Regions from separate parts of the Mus musculus genome. Here region 2 is linked to region 1. Evidence: chromatin contacts called from public promoter capture Hi-C data. All regions are on one chromosome and are shown on one strand. The core of a region is the stretch at or near the end of the contact, and the rest is flanking DNA. Distances in the headings are between cores, read along the strand shown. Region 1 holds the start of Ubqln1 (ubiquilin 1). Region 2 holds the start of Etohd2 (ethanol decreased 2).

Evidence for each region. Capture Hi-C pulls out chosen DNA fragments and counts their contacts.
Region 2: a contact with region 1 is called in a promoter capture Hi-C map of adipose tissue, with 4 times the contacts expected there. The contact joins the promoter of Etohd2 here to the promoter of Ubqln1 in region 1. A contact is called at or near these places in 1 of 39 promoter capture datasets (pre-B cells), 2 of 484 Hi-C or Micro-C datasets (CD4 T cells and embryonic stem cells), 2 of 115 datasets of contacts at active chromatin or transcription factors (regulatory T cell precursor and thymic regulatory T cells) and 2 of 9 other capture datasets (adipose tissue and liver).

What each region holds. Positions count from the first base shown.
Region 1 is chr13:58,214,148-58,220,093 of GRCm38.p6, reverse strand. Ubqln1 (ubiquilin 1) reads left to right here and starts at 4,441. Exons shown (of 11, transcript NM_026842.4): 1 at 4,441-4,810. The coding sequence starts at 4,658. It also overlaps the pseudogene Gm48432.
Region 2 is chr13:59,767,834-59,773,960 of GRCm38.p6, reverse strand. It overlaps Etohd2 (ethanol decreased 2), which reads right to left and starts at 3,995. Exons shown (of 2, transcript NR_015349.3): 1 at 3,615-3,995; 2 at 281-3,034. It overlaps Isca1 (iron-sulfur cluster assembly 1), which reads left to right and starts at 4,172. Exons shown (of 4, transcript NM_026921.4): 1 at 4,172-4,337. The coding sequence starts at 4,257. Tut7 (terminal uridylyl transferase 7) reads left to right here. Exons shown (of 27, transcript NM_001373962.1): 27 at 1,102-2,085. The coding sequence ends at 1,169.

The DNA of each region.
Region 1 (5,946 bases), core at 3,192-5,691:
TTTTGTTTTTGTTTGTTTTGAGGTAGGCCTCAAACTCTGTAGATGAGGATGGCCTGGAACTTCTAATCCTCCTGCCTCTACTGAAGCTCTTGGGCTTTATTTTATACAGATTGTAGAGTGGGGGGGGGGGTGCCCTAGTTAGGGTTCTATTGCTGTGATGAAACACCACGACCATAAGCAACTTGGGGAAGCATATGGTTTATTTTGCTTATACTTATACATCACTGTTCATCATCTAAGGATGCCAGGACAGGGATTCAAACAGGGCAGGACCCTGGAAACAGGAACTGATGCAAAGGCTATGGAAGAGTGCTGTTTCCTCCTGGTTTGCTCTTCATGGCTTGCTCAACCTGCATTCTTATAGAATCTGGGAATACCAGCCTAGGGATGGCACCACCCACAATGGGCTGGGCTCTCCCTCATCAATTACTAATTAAGAAAATGCCCACAGCCCAATCTTACAGAGGCATTTTCTCAATAGAGCCTCCCTCTTCTCTGGTAACTCTAGTCAGTCAAATTGACATAAAACTATCCAGGACAAGGAGCAACATGTCCATGTGACTTTTATCATCTATTTGACATGCGTATGACATTGTATTTGTTACTTTTTTTCCAAGACAGGGTTTCTCTGTGTAGCCCTGCCTGTCTTGGAACTCACTCTGTAGACCAGGTTGGCCTCGAACTCAAAAATCCGCTTGCCTCTGCCTCCCAAGTGCTGGATATTAATTCTTATACATGGGCTTAGAATAAACTTGCTAAATGGTGCTCAATAAATTCTTTTTTTAAAAACTTTATCTGCATTTATTTTATGCTGAATTTATTCCTGGGCCATGAGTTTTTGTTTCTTCAGTTTCTTCTGGGATATCTTTTCCTTCTGTGCAGCCTCCTCTTCTGGCTTTGGAACGATCTGTTCCTTCTCAGTGAGGATCATCTCAGTGTGGCAGGGGAGCTCAAGTATGGGTTAATCCGGCCATGAGCTCTGTAGGTTCGTCGGCGCATCTTAGGTTGCTTTGTTCACCTGGATGCGTTCAATGACTAGAGAATCTACGTCTAAACCTTTAAGTTCAGCGTTACTCTCTCTGCATTTTTAAGCATGTGCAGCAAAAATTCAGCACTCTTTTTTTGGCCACTGACCCTGTGTCCAGCCCCACTGTTTGGCCTGGGCGCACCTACCGACTCCATCATTATACCGCCGGAATGGCACACATTGCTTCTTTAAAGTGACATCCTTCAGATACTTGGTGGCTTTTCGGATATGCATACCCTTGATGGCCTGGGCAGTTTCCCGGGTGTTCTTAAAGTGAACAAGAAGGTTTGACCCTCTTGATTTGCATGATTTTGTGGGGTTTTCTGGGTCAAGAGAGTAGTGAACCATCTTGGCAGGTGACCTCTGGCCGCTTACAGGAAGAGCTCAATAAATTCTTGATTAACTCATTCTGTCAAGGAATGCTACCTGCACCCTCCCACTCCACTCCATGCACACAGGTTTCTCTGAATAACCCCCCCCCCCCAAGCTGTCTTAGAACTCAAACTTGTTCTGTACACCAGACTGCCCTTGAAATCACAGATCTGCCTATCTCTACCTCCCAAGTGCACAGACTGAAGTTGGGAGCCACTATCTAGTTGGAGCTGGCTCAGACTAGCTTTTGAGAGCTGAATGGTCAAATCTCAGGTGTTTTATGACCCAGGTGACCTCCGGTTGGTAGTTTAAAATGGACATTTGCAAGGAAATTGGCAAATGCTATCCATCAATCTTTGATTCAGTATTTGGGATTTGGATTCAACTAAATGTAGAACAACTGAAATATGTCCTTATAATTGCTTCCAGAACAACCATTTAATAACCCCACCCCATCCCCGCCACCAAAGATTCAAATAGACATCTAAACCAAAGATCAGCAAATCAATTCCTGCTGAATATTTTGGACAGGGCCCACTGGACCCCTATCTTTGGAGAAAGTTAGAGATCCTTTATCTAGAAAATCCCCATCCACATTGCCAAGGGTCCTTTATAATTTGATTCTGACAGTCATGGAGGTTAATATCATGGAGGTTAATTAATGACATCTTATCTTCCTGTGATGGTTGATTGTGATTGCCAACCTGACTAAATACACCTAAGGCTCATTGTTGGCCATACCTCCCTGAGAGGTTTCTCTAGAGAGAAGTGATGGGAGGAATACCGAGCATGAGTCTAGGCAGTACTATCCTAGTGGTCTTGGGTCCTGGGTTGAATAAAAAGCAAAGAGGAGGAACTTGAGTGTAGGCATTTCCTCTTTCCAAGTCTTGGTTCACAGTCCTGCGAACACAGCAGCAGGCTGCTCCCATGCCAAGTTTCCCACACTATTTTATTTCCTCAAATCCTGAGCTCAAATGACCCTTCCTCCCTTAAGTTGCTTCTTGCCAGAAAACTGATTAGATCAATGAATGAGGAAAGTAACTTCATAAACCATGCCTTGTTGCTAAAATTCCTTCCCAGGGGACAACATAAGCAATGGCTACTCCTTCTCCTAAAGTCTCAACAACAAACCAAAGCATGATTCCACCAAAGTTCACTAGAAGAGCCCAAGTTTATTGGACTTCCTTACAGAGCATAAGGGACATGGGTGCTCCAGGAAAGTCTTTATGCAGCAAGGATGAGGGCCTCAGCCACATAGATGGAATCAATCTATCTCTCTTCTCTCTCTCCTCTCTCTCTCTCCAAACCCCAGTCTACTTTGACCTATTTACTCTAGACCTTCTTTGCGGCTACTTGCAATTAAGGAAGCATTGTAAACAACAGGTGGTTGAGAAAGGCTGAATACCCTGGTGAGGGTCTTGTGACCTTCCCTACCTCCAGCAAGGGGTGTGGTAGTCTGTAAGGCCAGCTGGAAGGAGCCTTTTCCAAGAAAGTGCAGCTGAACTACCAAGATGGCAGTTGCTTGAGTGGCTGGAAGAATTCTTATTCACAGCATGCCATAAACATTAGAGATTTTCAGAAATAAAATATAGACAATTACAAGGGTATTCTATAAACACACCAGTAGATGTTATCTACAACTAATTTATTTATCAGAGCAGAACAGATTGGGATTCTAAAGGACAATGGAGTGAAGACTTTCAGGGGAATGTGATGTGAAAACAGAAAGTTAGAGGGGGAAGGTGTGTGTGTGGGGTGGTTCATCATGGAAGGCAGCCTGGGTTAGTGCTTAGGGAGAATACAGCATGGAGGGAAACCATACAACAGGGGAACTAATAAAGTTGGAAAGATATATATATATGAAAATTCCAAAATCCTTGCTTGCCTAATGGGGGGAACTTTCTACCCCAAGTAACAATTTTCTCACACCTAGACATAACGCTTATAACTTCTTCCTGTGATTGAACAATGCTGGCAGAAATGTAAGTGATATCAAGTGACGCCGTATTGCCATTTTATACTTTGAAACTCTGACCCAGATTTCAAAGAGCTCTGCTAAGAAGTGTTTATGCAACCACAGTTAATCATAGAACAGGGTTCGATGGCCCAAGAGCAGAACTATGGAATGCCTTTGCATATTTGGGTCACGGTACACTGTCAAGAGTTCACATTTGTGCAATGCTGGTTAATATAAAGTGCTGGACTGTATTACACGTTATCTTTACGAATAAATGACGTGGGATCCATATGTGAAATAACTTATGTGTGCCTACATTATGCCGAAAATACTTTTTCAGCCATTATCTCTGATGCCACCTCAAGCCCGAGGTGTACAGTAACTTAATTGGACAGAATACAAAAGGCACACATCATCTAGGCTAACTCCTACCCGCTGGGCGGACAGTCCTAGGCATTCTGTTTCTGCCCCCACGCAGCTTGGAAGACAGACAATATGGGTTGCCCTATCTGACCAAACCGGTTTGACTCCAGGGAGGGAAGCTCAGGCCTCACTGAAACAGTGAGCACCTGTGGATGCATTGGTTGCTCACTGGCGTCTGTTTCGCGGTCCTTTAAAGACCTTTCTCCATGGGTTTAGCTTTCAAGCCCCGAGCACAAGACAAGGCAATCGCAACTCCTTCCACCCGGGCACCAACACTACGCTTATTAAAATAAAGTAGCTCGCCGCTATTTCATAAGCAGACGCCCACGGGGACCAGGTGGGGAGGATACCGGGACCGTGAGCAATGGGCCAGACGTTTCTAGCAATTTCGCTGGCCGTGACGTCATCTTAGCGCACCATCACGGTGCCTGGCAGAAACCCCGTTTGCATTTCTTTCAACGAAGAACGGGAGACGCGAAGTGGGTTAAGTTCTCCCGCCATGCCCAGCACTCCATCGACCTTGAGGAGCCCGCGCTTCGTCCGCCGGCTAGAAAAGGATCGAGCGCTGCCATGCATGAGTCGGCTCCTTGGCCAACGCGCTACCCGGCGTGCCTCGCGCGGCCGGCCGCCAGGAGTCGGCGCGGCTACCAGCGCGTTACCCAGAGTGCCCTGCGCGGCGCCGGCGACGAGCGTGGGGGAGGTGCGGGAGGAGGAAGCGGCGGCGACGCGGAGAGTCCCCGCGTCCACACGGCAGCCGATCGCCCACCCGGGGCCTGCACCCGCAGCCCGCGTCCACGCACCCTCGGCGGCCCCGCAGCCTGTCACGCCTCGCGGACCCGGCCGCAGCCCGCAGTGTCGCGCTCGCCTGAGTCACCGCCATGGCCGAGAGCGCAGAGAGCGGCGGCCCACCGGGCGCGCAGGACAGTGCGGCCGACGGCGGCCCCGCAGAGCCCAAGATCATGAAGGTCACGGTGAAGACGCCTAAAGAGAAGGAGGAGTTTGCCGTGCCCGAGAACAGCTCGGTCCAGCAGGTGAGGGCGCCGGCCGGGCAGCCGCCGCGTCGCTGACGGGGCGGGAAGGGCGGCCTGGCCGGGCGGCGGCCCCGGGCAGCTCCGGTCGGACCCCGCTGGGTTCCGCTGCGTGAGCTGTGCGGGGCCGGGCCGGGCGAGCCGCGCGGCCTGGGCTGGGCTGCGCCGCGGCCGCCGAGCTCCGGGCCCCGGGCCCCCACTTCTCACAAAGGGCCGGGCGCTGCGGGGCGGCTGGGCGCGGGCGGCGCTCGTCCTTTGGCCAGGCTGGGTGGGGGGTCATTGTTTCACCTGCCTGCTAATTGGGGAGATTTAGGAGTGAGAAGCACGTGGAGGGTTGGTTCTCGGTTTTGAATGCTGAACTCCTTCCCATCTTCGAGCCTCCTATATAAAAATTATGACGTGGAACTTGTTTTCAGTCGCATTGTGATAGCTCACGCCTGAAAGGAGAAAAGTAAATGACTTTGATTCATTGGCGACTTGCTGTTTCTGTTACAATACTTCCGTCATCGCTTAGCTGCCAGTCATCGGATAGGTTATTGTTTGATCTTTAGGGAGACGAGACAGACACCTAGCTGGGTCTTAGCAGTTGGTTGCAAGGAACCTGCAAGAAAGCACAGTAGGTGATAAGGGGAATTCTTATCAAGTAATTGCTTTAAAGTCTATTCAGGCAAACAAGCCTTGCAGTTAATTAAGAGCCTTGGGAGAACCAATCATGTATGTTTCAACACAGTCTAGGGCACTTGAATTGTTGACAGTATCAAACATTGTAAACAGTCTTATGCGAGGAAGCAAAGTATCAACCACTGGAATGTACTTTTAAGTTCTCTCAAGGTTTATCTAGTTCCAAAGGTGAGGTCGGGTTTTTCTGAAGCAGGAGGGTGTGTGGCACCATTGAGAGAAACTCTTGTTGATTGGATCATTACCATTGTTTGTTAACGCTGCTATAAAAAATTTTACCTTCTTTATATTCCCAGCAGGTCTGTATGTCACCCACAATTGACATTTTCCAGCCTTTTCTGCATCATGCATCTCTTATTTCTAAAAATACACTTTAAAGTTGTAAATATCAGTATTACCCTTATAAGGTCGGCAAGCAGCATGGGTGTTAGTGGCTTGAGAACAACTTTTTTTGAAAAATG
Region 2 (6,127 bases), core at 2,746-5,245, 1.6 Mb before region 1:
GGGAAAATGGTTTGGTAGTGGTGTGATTTTTGTTGTTATTGTTGTTGTTTTAATAGGCCTTAAAGTTCTAGTCAGTGATAAAGTTATATAAATATACATAAATGGGGCAGATAGCTACCAATCTTTTAGACTGTCTCTAAATTTTAAAATGTCAGGCCATTTGGTTGAAAAGAAATAAAGGGAAAGCTTGTGTGGTGGGCATTGCTAAAGCTGCTGCTTTGGGAAAGTTGTGTCCATGCTTCTGAAAATGTGGACAACTGCTGCGCTTTGACTTCTTTTACTTACATTTAATTCTACACTTCATTTGGAAATGACAAGAGTGACAGTTTAAGAAGGGAGCTAGCTTCCTTCTCCCCCTCAGAAGTTATGGGTGCAAGCCAGGTGTGGTGGTCATGGTGTAGTATTTAATCCCCACACTCAGAAGCAGGCAAAAAGCAATTCTAGGCTAGCCTGGGCTACATAATGAATTTTAAGTCATCCAAGGCCTCACAATGAGATTCTGCTTTTAAAACCTGTAGCTGGCATGGTACCAGTTACTAAACCCTTTGCATTCCTTCCATTGGTTTGAGTAGAGCCTTCATTGTACAGTAGTAGCCACATGGGCTCTCATTCCCTCTTGTATGTGCTCAGACTCCAGAACACAGTACATGTTGTAAGCTGTGGATGGCTTCACTACTAATTAAGTACAGAGAATTTTATTTTCTCCTTGTACATCCATAAGGTATTACTAGACTTCTAAAGGGTAATGGTATGAGGTACTAATTTCTGGCCAGCGATCTCTTTGCAGTCTGTGAGCTACAAACAAAAAGAATATCCTATGTAAAGAACTTTCAAAATGTTTCTTCCAGCCTCAGTGCCTGCCTGTGGCTGCATTGAACAGCCTCGGGGCTGTACCTTACCAGCACTGAGGAAGCAGTGTCTAAGCACTGCCCAGTGCCTCTGATGGCTGTGCACTTGTTTATACCTAGCCTAACTGCTCGACTCAGGACGAGTGCCCTTTGTGGTGGGACACGTGTCTGTCAGTAACTGACAATAAGTATTGTGTGACTTTGCTCAAACACCATTCTTTTCGTTTATGTTGGATTTTGTTTTCCCTCCTAGGTAGCCTTTCCAGTAAATATATGACTCAGGGGAGAGCCTCAGTGAAGAGGACCCAGCAGGAATCATGAGGGAAGGAACTGCAGCACTGGAAATGCCACTCAGGTGTCCGTGGCCACTTGGGAAATTAGGTTCATGGCACAGGACACAGTGACACAGATCAGGCTTCAACGTAACAGTTGAGGGGCATCGTAATTTTTTAAATTTTAATGAAATTGTTAATAAGGAAAAGAAAAATTTTAATATAGTCTAACTATACCACCAATCTCCAGAGATTTGAAGATTTTAATAGAAAGTCAACTTAAAAGAAAAATATGAGGGCCAGAATTCAATGACTACAGCGTCATGGATTTTAGTTCTTTCAAAGCACTCTAAAAATAGTGTGCTGCTCACCAGAGGAGTTAGCCCTCTTTCCCTACACATCCCCTTTTTGATTTCCAAGAGGGGATTCTCTCTGTTGTTCCTGGATCGTGGTATGGACGCACATCAAGGACATGTGGACTATACTGCTGTACATAGGGTCTACAAGCATTCTTCATGGCTCATTGTAGAAATGATAGCATGGAATGCAAGCACCTGTCAGTGTGGGCCTCGGTGGACGACCACAGCACCACTGGCACATCTTTGAGGGCTTCCTTCTCTAAGTAATTGACAGAACTGTTGTGCTCATAAAAATGAAGTCATAAAAATAAGTAGTCCTTTTTTGCTGGTTTAAAAAAGAAAAATTAAAGGAGAAAAGGACAGAATAAAAGTGCTTTTTACTTTTTATGATACACAGAAATTAGGGTGGAGAGCTTTTACAAACCTCTGAAGATCAAAGAGGCTGCTGTCTCTGCCAATCACAAGTTTGATTGGCAACCTTCTGGTCTGACTGGAGCCCTCTCTAAACTGTTAATGAACTTCACAAGCCTTTCTGAAATAGTACAGAGTCAGAACTATGCCGGTTTATTTATCATTTTGAAATAAAATCGAACTTTGAACGTGTAATTTTATCCACATTATTTTCTTATGAGTCATTAGAAAAGTCAACCAAAGCGCTGACAGTACACATCTCCTTAATAGGGTGCCCATGCTGTTCCCCTTTGATAGCTGTGCACCGGGTCTGGGGTGTGCAAGCAGGAGACTGGGGGGCAGAGAGAGAGCTTGCTAAGGACACTGGCACAACGAGGGAGACTCACGAGAGGCATATATGTGTGAACTAGACTGGTCATAGTCTAGTTATGAAAGAGTCATGTCAAAATGGAAATCATTAAGAAATTGGAAATCATGGTAAAAAAATAAAAATGGTGACCATCAAACTCATGGGTTGTGCAACCGGGGCCTCCCTGCTACGTGACGGCTCAGCTGCTGGCCTGCTTCCTTTCCTCCTGCTCAGCTGCTGGCCTGCTTCCTTTCCTCCTGCCTCTGGCTGTGAAGTGACAGCGCTGCTTTCTGGCTGGAACAGTGCCACGCCTACTGAAAAAGCGCTTAGTGTTGTTTATCCCTCTGCCCCTAGAACGGAGAAGAAATACGCAGCCAGGCCAATCTTTATACCTGGTAGTTATTTTCTACTTGGATGTTTTGTCGGTTGTTGAGGGAGAGGAGTGTACTTACCCCTAAAATTAAACAGAATTGTCATGTTTTCTTCTAGCCTTAAAAAGGTTTCCTACATTTTGATTCTTAAAAAAAATTCTGCCCAGCAGCCTGGTGTTTTTGATGGCTTATACTGATACCATTAGACAAGTGAGGCACGCTTCTCAGCGGATAAGATAGCAGGCTCGCAGCCATGGCCAAGTCAAAGCTTCCTCTGCAAGCGATCGCAGGGCCAGGGCCGATGCCCTGTTCTGTTCTAAAACAGCGGAAACTCAGAATCCAGTTTTTACAGCAGGAGTTCTGAACACCCGATCTTCACCTTCTAACAGTCTCTTGCTCACTGTGAACTGCTTTGGCAAGCTTCCTGGTAAAAGATGTAAAAGATGTGTTTTCAGTGTACAGAGAAACCCTGTCTCGAAAAACCAAAAAAAAAAAAAAAAATCAGTCTGTTTTTCTTTTGCTTCAAAGGTGGCTTCTATCTTAAGGAGAGGATATCTTCCCAAGTGGAACAAAATCCTTGCAAGAGAGAGATCAATGACCGAGTGGGGTTCACAGTTTTCAGACACTAAAAATAGAGTTGAAAACATGGTGTGCCCACTCTTTGTAAAGCTATGAAGAAAGGGTCAGAACATTTTCTTAGCTCCTGGGCAGGTCTAGGCAGAATGTACAATGTCTGTCTTACTCTGTCAGTGTTCCAGCATGGCAAAGTCCCCATTTCGGACGGGGAAACTGCCCCTTCTAGTCAGACCAGTGAGATCGCACTGGAAAAGAAAACACTTGTTCTTTCCGTCTAGACCTGAGGCCGAATCCATTTCCCTCCCTCGGCCTTCCTGGAACCATAAGGGGGCGATCAGGGGTAGCAAACCCCTCAGTACTCCCCACGCCCACCCAGTTCCCGCACGGGGCCAGCTGCTGCTCCGAGATAAAGGAGCTCCCGTTCTTACGTCATCACGGGCCGCGAAGGAAGCCGAGGCGTGGTGACAGGCGCACAGCTAATCAAATGGGACCGGCTAGCAGGAAAGGCTAGCCAAATGTGCACGGGGCCCGGGATCGGGACTCAAGAACCGATGCTAACGTAGCGCCCAGGGCGCTCGCTCTCAGAGGCTCGGATAGAGCCACCATGCCCGTGCTTCCATGCGAGGCTGGTAGCTACGTACGTGCTCAGTTTTCTTGACACAAACTGCTACACAAGAGTGACATTTCAATAACTGGAAACCTGTCGTATGGTGTCTACCCGCTTGCTTTACTATCGAAGCAGCTCCAGAGTCACAGAGCCGTGTCCCCACTTCCGGGGGGTCTGTCGTTAGTGTACGCCATACGGAAGGAGCCATCCCACTTCCGCTAGCGCAGTGACCGCGAAGCCCGCAAGGTCACAGGTCACCTCCCTTGCCTCGTCAGTGATGACGGCCAATCGGCCCGGCCCGTCACTCACCCGGACTGTCCAATGGTGGAGCGGGACGGGCGACGGGAGGCGGGGCCTGTGGCGCCTGCGCAGGAGCTTGTGGCGTCAAAGTGCCCGCCGTGTCCATGGAGAGAAGTTGAGTCCCCACGCTCCAGCCGGAGGCTGCGGGTGCCGCGACGTGGACATGTCGGCGTCGTTGGTCCGCGCCACCGTGCGGGCTGTGAGCAAGAGAAAACTGCAGCCCACGCGGGCGGCCCTCACACTGGTGAGTCACCTCGGCGTCCGCAGGGAGGTGGTGGCGGCGGCGGCCCGGGGTGCAGAGCGAGCCTGGACGCGGACTAGGGTCTCCCGGCGGGCCGCGCGCGGAGCTCGATGGGGCGGACGGGCTGTGTGCGCTGCCACCGGGCGGCCGGGGCGGAGGACGGCAGTTTGCCGCCGAGGTCACGGCGTTCCCGGAGAAAGGTCACACAGGGAACGCCGCGGCTCCGCATAACCTCCCAGGAGGCGTCAGCCCCAGAGGATCGGGACAGCGTGAGACCGGGATTCATTCGGTCCAGACGCCACCGCGGAATCCGCTCCACCCAGAGTCCTAAGAGGGGCTCTTGCCAATAGTTAGTTGAAGCAAAATAGAAGGGAGTCGTGAACAAGTGAGATAATCTGTTTATAGGATAGGTCATTGTTTGGCCCTTCAGTTTGCCCCAGTAATCACACTGCATTCTGTGTTGCTTTTCCCTCCGGGACCAGCTAGTTTTCGTCACCGCAGGTATGTCATGGATTCTAGGATTGTGCAAACTATGCTCATCTTACTGAGAATAGAGTAGAATCCTCCTACAAGTAATAAATTCCAGAAAAGTCGAGCACAGGATAGGTGGTGGTTGTTATTGTCGTTGTTTGCTTGCTTAGTTTTGTTTTGTTTTTTTTTTTAATCACCATTTGGCCTATTGCATGTTACTTGGGAAATTTCGACCCGCCCCTTCTCACACCCCCCCTCTGCCCCCGTTTCTACCTCATAAGCATACATTATCATGATCCGCTGTTTTTCATGAGAAGAAATAATTGAGTTGCCTGGCTCGCACCCTCCGTAGGCCATTCCTTCCAGGAGTAACATCTCATTTGCACAGTCCTGGCCTGTGTCGTGCTTTGTAATCTTCTGTTTCGTTATGTATAGTAGATCTCAATTCACACCCTCTGCCGCGCTGCCTAGCTCAGCTGTAGAGTCTGTGGTGTTAGGCTTGGTCCTAGAATCACCTTTCCCTGATTTTCATAGGCACAGCTGTTGGCAGGCGTCGTGGTTCGTACTTGTTTTTCAAGTGTCTGGTAAACATTTTGAACCCCAGCACATAGCAAATGCAAAAGCAACGAGGTGACCAACGGCCTAAAGTGTGAGAGAGAGATAACTAGCAAACAAGAGTAATATGAGTTAGGTATTGCTTGGCCGGTACATCAGCCTGACAGCAGGGAGTCTGACATTCTGCAACATCTACTAGAAGTCAGCCATGGCCAGGAAAGGTGTGACATAAAACATAAACACTAGCTATCTGTTAGCTGATGCCAGTCGTGGACAGAATGGATGGGCTGGCACATTGGGCTGTGTGTATTTTTAGTCAGGGTTTCTAGAACTTATGGATAGTCTATATAGTAAAGGGATTTGTTACAATGACTTAAACAGTCTGTAGTCCAACTCCTCAACAATGGTCAGCTGTGAGTGGGAAGTCCAAGGATCTAGTAGTTGCTCAGTCCCATGAGGCTAGTTGTTTCAGCTGCTCTTCTGTAGATGTAGGTTCCAACAGATGTGCTGGCAAGTAAGTGCAAGCAGGCAAAAAGCAAATCTTCCTCCTCCCAGTGTCCTCCTGTAGGTCTCTAACAGAAGGTGTGGCCCAGGTTAAAAGTGTGTACCACCTTGAACTCAGAGATGATCTTGCCTTAGTCTCCTGGGATTGAAGGTATGTACTGCCTTGCCTGGGCCTAAGCTTTTCATGGCCACTGTGCCTCAAGATCTCCATGCCAAGATCCAGGTCAGAAACTTTTATCTAACAACCTCAAGCTCTGGATTGC